2 separate regions of the Zea mays genome follow, and region 1 is linked to region 2. The links are chromatin contacts, called in public Hi-C maps. All regions are on one chromosome and are shown on one strand. Each heading gives the region's core, a stretch centred on a gene start, on an enhancer-like site or on the middle of the called end of the contact. The rest is flanking DNA. Distances are from core to core; before and after follow the strand shown. Region 1 holds the start of LOC100285258 (cyclin-like F-box). Region 2 holds the start of LOC100273965.

Evidence for each region. A called contact is a pair of places that touch in the nucleus more often than the background predicts.
Region 1: a Hi-C map of tassel shows a contact between it and region 2, with 2.9 times the contacts expected there. The contact joins the promoter of LOC100285258 here to the promoter of LOC100273965 in region 2. A contact is called at or near these places in 2 of 25 Hi-C or Micro-C datasets (ear and tassel).

The regions. Positions count from the first base shown.
Region 1 is chr3:46,167,362-46,171,300 of Zm-B73-REFERENCE-NAM-5.0, reverse strand. LOC100285258 (cyclin-like F-box) reads right to left here and starts at 1,653. Exons shown (of 5, transcript NM_001366718.1): 1 at 240-1,653. The coding sequence starts at 932.
Region 2 is chr3:45,560,229-45,564,228 of Zm-B73-REFERENCE-NAM-5.0, reverse strand. LOC100273965 reads left to right here and starts at 1,928. Exons shown (of 17, transcript NM_001148352.1): 1 at 1,928-2,222. The coding sequence starts at 2,036.

The sequences.
Region 1 (3,939 bases), core at 404-2,903, 610 kb before region 2:
AACTAACAAAGATCATGAGACAACAAGAACACAGATGTAAGCAAGCTGCTCTGACCAAATTAAGGTGTATATTGCAAGCCTGCCCAGGAGGCCAGGACTACTAAGCCAAATTGGGATGTAATCCAACAATAAAAGGTCAGTCATTAGCACAAAGAGTGCTACTGTAATTAGCAAGCTATGCTTGGCAATATGGATGGAAGTGGCAGCTAGTAAATGATGAGAAAGACATGAGATGGTACCTCGCGGTTGTAGACCTGAGCCGGGAACCAGAACTTGCCGCTCTCCACGGACAGGTACCACGACATGATGGAATCGTCCAAAACGGGGGCGGACGACTTGCCACCGTCGGCCCTGGGCCGCATCCAGGACACCACCGGGCAAACGCAGGACAGCGCGGCGAGCCACTTCCGGCGCTTGCCGCCGCCACCCGCGGCGCGGGACTCGCTGGCGGAAGCCAGGTGCGTCCTCCATTCGTCCCTGGCGGCGCGGCCCAGGACACGGCCCCACCTGTTTGTCATGTGCCGCTCCCAGAGGTGGTCGCCGCGGCAGCGCTCGCGCATGGAGCGGCAGACGGCGGCCATGCTCCGCAGCTCCGCCGGCCGCAGCTTCTCCAGAATGCAATCGATGGCCAGCTCCGGCAGGTCGAGCACCGACGTCTCGCCGCCGCCGGCCGTGGCGGCCGCCTCCTCCGCATTCTCCACCGTGGCCGCGGCCCGCTTCCTCTTGAAGGAGGGCATGAGCGGCATGGTCTCTGTGGCCGCGGAGGCGGCCGCGACGCCGCTGAGCAGGCGGAGGCCTGCCAGGAACCCGAGCAGGGACAGCACGAGCTGCTGGCACAGGGAGGCGAGGAACAGTCTCATGTCACGGGCGCATGGCCTGGACAGGAGGAGCAGGAAGACGACAGCGAAGGCGGCGAGCAGGGGGGCAAGCATCAGCACGCGCTGGCGGGGGGAGCGCGCTGCCACTGCCTCTGCCGGAGCGCCCGCTGCTCCGTCCGTATATGGATAAACAACAGCAGGCGATGCCGGGAGCAGTGGAGCTGCTGTTGCTACGACCAAGACCGCATCAAGAGCTCGCCTTTTATGCGCTTTCTTTCTCCGCCCGATCAGAGGAGCCGTGCGGGTGACGCGATGGAACCCACTTTGCGTTTGCGACAGGGAGGAGAAAGGAAAAGTGCAGCGAGAGAAGGTTAAACACACACACACACACAATAAAATTAGGTCGGATTCGATCGAATCGAAGCCCGGGGATCGGGGGAACAAAGGACACTTGTTGCCGAGCGGATTGATTCGAGCTCAGCGGGCAAATTGACCTCAAATTTGTGCTGGAATCTGGCCTCTTGGAGCTTGGAGACCGCAGGAGGTGGCCGAGATGGGATCTCCGGAGCTGGAAAACGGGCGTACTGGAGCGAGCGAAAGATCAAGGAATGATCCTAGCAAGAATGGGGGGGACAACAACAAAAAAATGGGGGAATCTTGGAAGGAGATAAGAGAGAGAGAGAGTTGGTGAGAGAAGAGCGTGGTGAGTGAGCTGGGGGTAGGGCCGGCGTGCAAGCCCCACGCCGCCTCCCGAGCTCACCGTTGCCTCGCTCCTCCCTCTCCCTCCACTCTCCTCCCTCGCTTCCAAGGAGGAGGGACTGGTGCGAGGACGAAGAAGAAATGGAATAGGAAAATTTGCAAGTGGCGGAGAAGGATATTTATGGGGGAAAATTCAAGCTGGTGGTTCTTCGTCGTGCCGCTGTCCTTGTTTGTAGGGAAGCGAGTTTGGTTCCATGCCGGTTTTTTGGTCAGTGGATTTAGGAGCCGTCGAGCACCAATAATTGGGAGCCATGCGTTCGCTCGCGCGCGTTTAGGACCAATCATGCTGGGTTGCGCTGGAACAGGGATGGAATGCTGTCCAACGGATTCGTGACCAAATTTAGGGGACAAATGTATGCTCCCATCCACACGTGTATGAGCAACAATTTTAGATAATAATAAAAAAAAATTGTTTGGTACAGCTTCATAAACTATCATGAACTGTTTTTTTTTGTCAAACACTATGTTGGGGTGCCAAAATATTTGACATTATAAACATAAGTTAGAGTCGATCTACGTCGCCGCCGAACTCGGCTAGATAGGTCTCCAAAATCGGTGAAGTTGTTCACCAACACTAGCTAGGTCAAGTTTTCCAAGATGGCTATGTCGTCCTCTAAATCCGACCAGTTCAGCTTCCTAGTGCTAGCCTGACTAATAACAACCTATTTATAGGATTAGGGTTACATGCATAGCTAACTTTCTTTGTAACTTCTTTGCCGTTGCATCTAAAGGTAGTTCAATCATGTTCAAGTTTCGTCTCCTCCTTTCGACTTGCGTTCACTGGTGCAAAGTCAATCAAAGTTGTCAATTCAGGCATGTGGTTCGAATGTATCTTTCTAAAAACAAAACTGTATTTTTTATTAAAATTGGACCTTCGACTAAAAACCTTCTCCCCCAACAAATCATGTTTTAGAGTTGTTGTTCACTAAGATAATATCACCTCCTCTATACATAATAGTCTAATACTCGTGCTAACGCTACGGTCCCGAGGAGGGAAGGGGGAGGGGTCGATGGTGGTGGCGCGAGTGAGGGGGAGGGGAGGGGGTGGCGAGGTCGCAGGGGGAGACAAGGTAGTCACAGTGCGTGTGAGGGATGAGGGAGAAAGGATGATTCAAATAACATTGATCATTGGATTTGAGTGAGTAAGAGAGAGGGATATCCAATGATCTAAACCACTAGTTTTGAGGGTGTGTTATATGTGTGTGCAATTCATTTGGTGGATTTAGGGGAGGTTATGGGTGTGGGGCGATTTGGTTGGGTGGGTTTTTGCAAAGTTGAAACTGGTGGGTTATATAGGGGTATAGATGAAAGGATCACGATCAATTGAGGTATCCAACATCCAATATATCAAAAATACATCTGCTATCCTCTTTTCTCTTTATATCGATGTTCGTCAGTCTCTCGGTGAGATTTGACGGTATTCTAGATGGCCTTGTTGATACTAGGACAAACTCCACATACTCCTCCTCGACATGTCTTCCTAGAAGGTGTTTGAGAGTCTTCCCGATGAAGAATAGGATCAATATTGGCTTAACTGGTCTCCAAATCAGTTTTGTTGGTTCGCTATGTTTCTCATCATGTTCAAGGTCGTGCGTCAGTTATAGTCGTGCTAGCCCTTGCTAGTGTATAATTTGGATCTCTTCTGATGTTAGCATACTTTTTGTGACTCCATTGGAGAACAAGAAGTAGACTATCAAGATCTAATCTACTAGCAATATATTGGCCAGTCATATATCTAAAATATGGAGAGGATCACACTCATCCCTTCAATCCTAAAAACATCAACCACTCAACATCTCTTGAAAAAAATTTCTAGTGAGCTTTGTCAAAAGATTCAAGTTAAGCTTGATGTCATTCTGAAGACATTTTTGGAGAGTTTCACTAAAGATCGTGAAAGGGAAATAGGCTTACACCTTTTCCTATATAAATTTTGGTGGTTGAATTGCCCAATACAAATTAATTGGACTAACTAGTTTGCTCTAGATTATAAGTTCTACAGGTGCCAAAGGTTCACAACAAACCAATAAAAAGACCAAGAAAGGGTTCAAATAAAGAGAGCAAAAGACAACCGAATTGTGCCCTGGTTTGGCGCACCAGGGGATTCCAGTCTGAACTTGTCACCTTCGGGAATTCTGGGAGCCGCTCCACTATAATTCACCGGACTGCCCGGTGTGCCAACGGAGTAACGGCTACTACAGCGCCAACGGTCGTCTGCAACGGCAGTTAATGCGCTACAGTGCGCGCAGAAGTCAGAGCAGAGCCAGAAGGCGCATCGGACAGTCTACAGGACCTGTCCGGTGCACCACCGGACTGTCCGGTGACCCACAAGTCAGAAGCTCCAACGGTCAGAATCCAATGGCCG
Region 2 (4,000 bases), core at 679-3,178:
GATGCGGGAGCCGTCGAGTCGCACACGGCACAGCTCCGCAACGGCCCACTGGTTTCTTGGCCCAAAGCCAACACCCATGAGGGCATGAACCTGAAGCAAGCGGAAGTCGGAAAGGGAATTAGGATAAACGGTGGTTGTTTTCCTTCAATTGAGGGATTGAGAAAAAAAAATAGAGAAATGGAATTGAAAAGGAACTAGAGTGCTAGTGCATGTTTTTTTTTTGCTTCAGTCCCCTTTGTTGTTGATTTTACAAACATAAGATTTGTTTTAGTCAATTTTTAATGGAGATGCTCTTATTCTATAATCATTTTTTCTTCGAAAAAAAATCTTCCCATGTCTACTGGAACTGGCATGTACTGCGACCTGCCAAAATCAAAGTTTATTTATATATGAACTTACTAATTATAGTGTCAACCAAACAAAACAATTAATGAGGTAGCATTATTGGAATTAAAAAGGGAAAATGAAGGAATGACGATTTCTTAGATAAAAAAAACGATGCCGACATAAGAGTAGTCAAGATATAAAGAGATATAATAGGTAGACCATGAAGATGGAAAGCATGTGATTGGACAAAAGAATATTATGAGAAAACCATCTATATATTACAAATATGTTTTTTTAACGTGTACTTCTCCTATATTATTCTGTGTGCCTGAATTGCAACGAACTCAAAACTATAGTTTTAGTGCACATGTCAATAAGAGCGCGTACCGTACCTCGAGAGAGGAAAGATAACGTGTAGTTTGTAACAAATTTGGCAAGTATAAAAGCTAGACTTTGCCGGTGCACGCATGCATGCATGTATGCCGCCACTGCCACTGCCACTGCGTGCACGCACTGTCCATCTTTTCTACAGCGCGCGGCTGGAAGAAGTTTCGCAGAACCTACATGCCTGATCTCCGACGACGACAGCGCGCAGGGTCACCTTTGTATTGTCGCGCACGGCAGCTGCATGCAGCCGTGGAGTGAGCGACAGACCAGCTAGCCGCCATATATCGCTAGCAATGCAGGGTCGTCGTCGCCTACTTAAGTTAATTAGCTGGATCGATGATGGCGACTATGGGGGGTTACGGTTTCCAATTCCACCCCGTAATCTCCATTGATTTTCCGGCCCGTTTCCGCAGAGCACTATACTGCCCGCGCGCGTGGATGGTCACCTCGGTTCTCCGCCCGCGTGCGTGCGTGCGTGCATATGATCCGTACGTCCATGGAGGAGACCAGCAGACACACGGCAAGGTCACTATAGCCCACCTACAACGAGTAAAACGACGCTAGTAGTAGTCATGATTCCTGAACCCTGACGACGACGAGTGGCGGCTGCAGTTCACCACTCAACAGGAAACAATGACGACAAGACGTGTCGCACGGGCCCCGGCGCCTGCCGCCGATGCCAAATGTTAGATGCCAAATGTTAGACTCTCTGCAGCGGTTCTCTCTAAATTTCTTTTTTTTATATTACTTTTTTATCATATCATCAATATTTTATCTCTTATTTTTTTATCTCTCGCAGTTGTTTCTCTAATATTCTCCCTCTATACTCCACTACAACCATAAAATATCATTATAACCCTATTTATCATCTATTACTTTTTTTTCACCTATTAAAAAAGTATCGTACGCATGAACCGTGAATAGAGGGGCGGCTGCTTCACGCTAGCGGTAGCGGTTCACCTTTCAAATCTACTGGCTAGGGGGTCCTGTGGGGAATGCTGTTGCAGCCTTGGGGAGCATCTGTAGCCGGCAAGGGGAGGAGGGAGCTGGCTGGCGGACGCGACTGCGGACAGCCTTACACTCCAGCCCAGCCCCTGCAGCAATATACCAGCACTGCACAATGCAGGCCTCCTCCTAGTCCCAGCTTTGACGCACTGTATTTAAGGCCTCCCACGTTAGACGTTATTCTTTATATATATACTTAGGGCAGGGGGTTTTGCATCTCTCTATTCATTCATCCGGCCACCACCGCTCTAACTACTCTTCAAGAGACGACGACCAACAGGCACGTCGATCGTCTTCCGGCGAGGGCGACGGAAGGATGTCCGGCGGCGAGAGTGGTCCGGCAGCGGCGGCGGCGGCCGTTCCGTTGCTGCAGGCGCCGGAGGGGAGGACGACGAAGTACTACGAGGGATGCCCCGGGTGCCGGCTGGACGAGGCCAACAAGACTAGGACCGGCGTCCCCTACCTCAATTTCTTCTACATCTGGGTCGTCTGCCTCGCCGCCGGTACGTATACCTCCGCTCCGCCGCGATGTACGCGCGCGTGCTGCACTGCCTGCCGCTACGGCCTACGGGCAGGGCTAATAAGGCGTTACGGTATTAGTGTGTGTATGGTTAAGCAGCCAACTAGAATAGATCGGCTATGGACACTACGAGCTACTTCACCCTCCTCCGTTAAAAACCAAACCAAAAGATAAAAATAGAGCCGCTCCATTACTCTAAACTCTTCAACCAAACACACTTGCGGCTTGCACCTCACATCTCGGCACAGTGGAACGTGTAACCCGCCTGCTGTCCAAGTCAACCACTTAATTTCCTGTAATTCATAGCGCCTAACAGAACGTAGCAGCAAGGGACAACCCACCCATACAGACAGCCTGAGGGGAGGATATGGCGTAAAAGTACGTACGTACATTATCTTGTTCTAGTCTACTGTACAGTATTATACTTCTTCTATTTGAAAATATAGTTCGTTCTAAGCCTTTTCTTGGTCCACATTCAATTAAATAATATATATATATATATATATATAGGCTAAAACAAATTTTATTTTAGAACAGAGAGTATTAATTACTCAAGATGGCTATCTCTATCTACCTACAGACGGTTTAAAAAATATATATATCTTTATAATCGAGATGACTTTAATTTGTAGAAAGGGATATTAACAATCACGAAATATTTGTTTGAGAAATCTCAAGAGAAACGACAAGGAATAACGTACCACATTCATTATATATATTGACCTTTAAGCCTTTTTTTTGCCAAAAATATGTTAAACAAATTTACTATCCGTACGCAGTAATATATATATATATATATATATATATATATATATATATATATATATATATATATATATATATATATATATATATATATATATATATATATATATATATATATATATATATATATATATATGTGTGTGTGTGTGTGTGTGTGTGTGTGTGTGTGTACGGCGACGCCTCCATGCCAAGTTTAGTCAGATTGACCCACTGAGCTTGCTGACACATCCATGAAGAATAGAAGAGGAGGCAGAAGGATCGATGTAATTTCTTACGTAAAACTAGCCCCCTCTCCCCTTCTTTAATTTCCTAGAAACCATACAATTCTATATGCAGCCTAAGTCAAAGTTAATTAAGCTTAGCGAAGTTTATTTTAAAAATATAGAAATTTATGATGGTAGCAGCAGCAATACTAGTACTAATAATAATAATAATAATAATAATAATAATAATAATAATAATAATAAGGGTGATATTCCTATCTTTAAGACATAGTTACACTTAAAAATCTTTTAACTTAGACCACTACTATAAAACCATAAAACATTATTGGTTTGAGAAACTCCACTACCGTTTTAGTTAGAGCAAATTTAGCAAGGCTCTATTTGATCTCGTAGTTAAATATAAGTATATAACTGCCTAGTCTAAAAACACAATTTTAGTCGGGTCTCTACTAATGGGCACCCAAACTCTTCATCTTTTATCTCATTTTTTATGGCTCTTGGCCAAGCTCTTAAATGAAAGTTTTCCTTACCTTTCTTGTCTAAGCAAACATGACTAGCGTTTGTGACCTCCGGTAGCTCTACTGTCTCCTTGGAGGCACAACTCCTCCACCATAGGGCATGACTCTGTGCTCGGCTTGAGGGTGCGACTCCCTCTATTTAATGGCATTGTTCCCTCTCCGTGGGACACGATTCACTCTCCTTCCTCGAGCAATGATGTTTCCTCCATCGAGGACGTCAATTTGTCCCCTCGAGCCTAGGTTTTATTATTTGG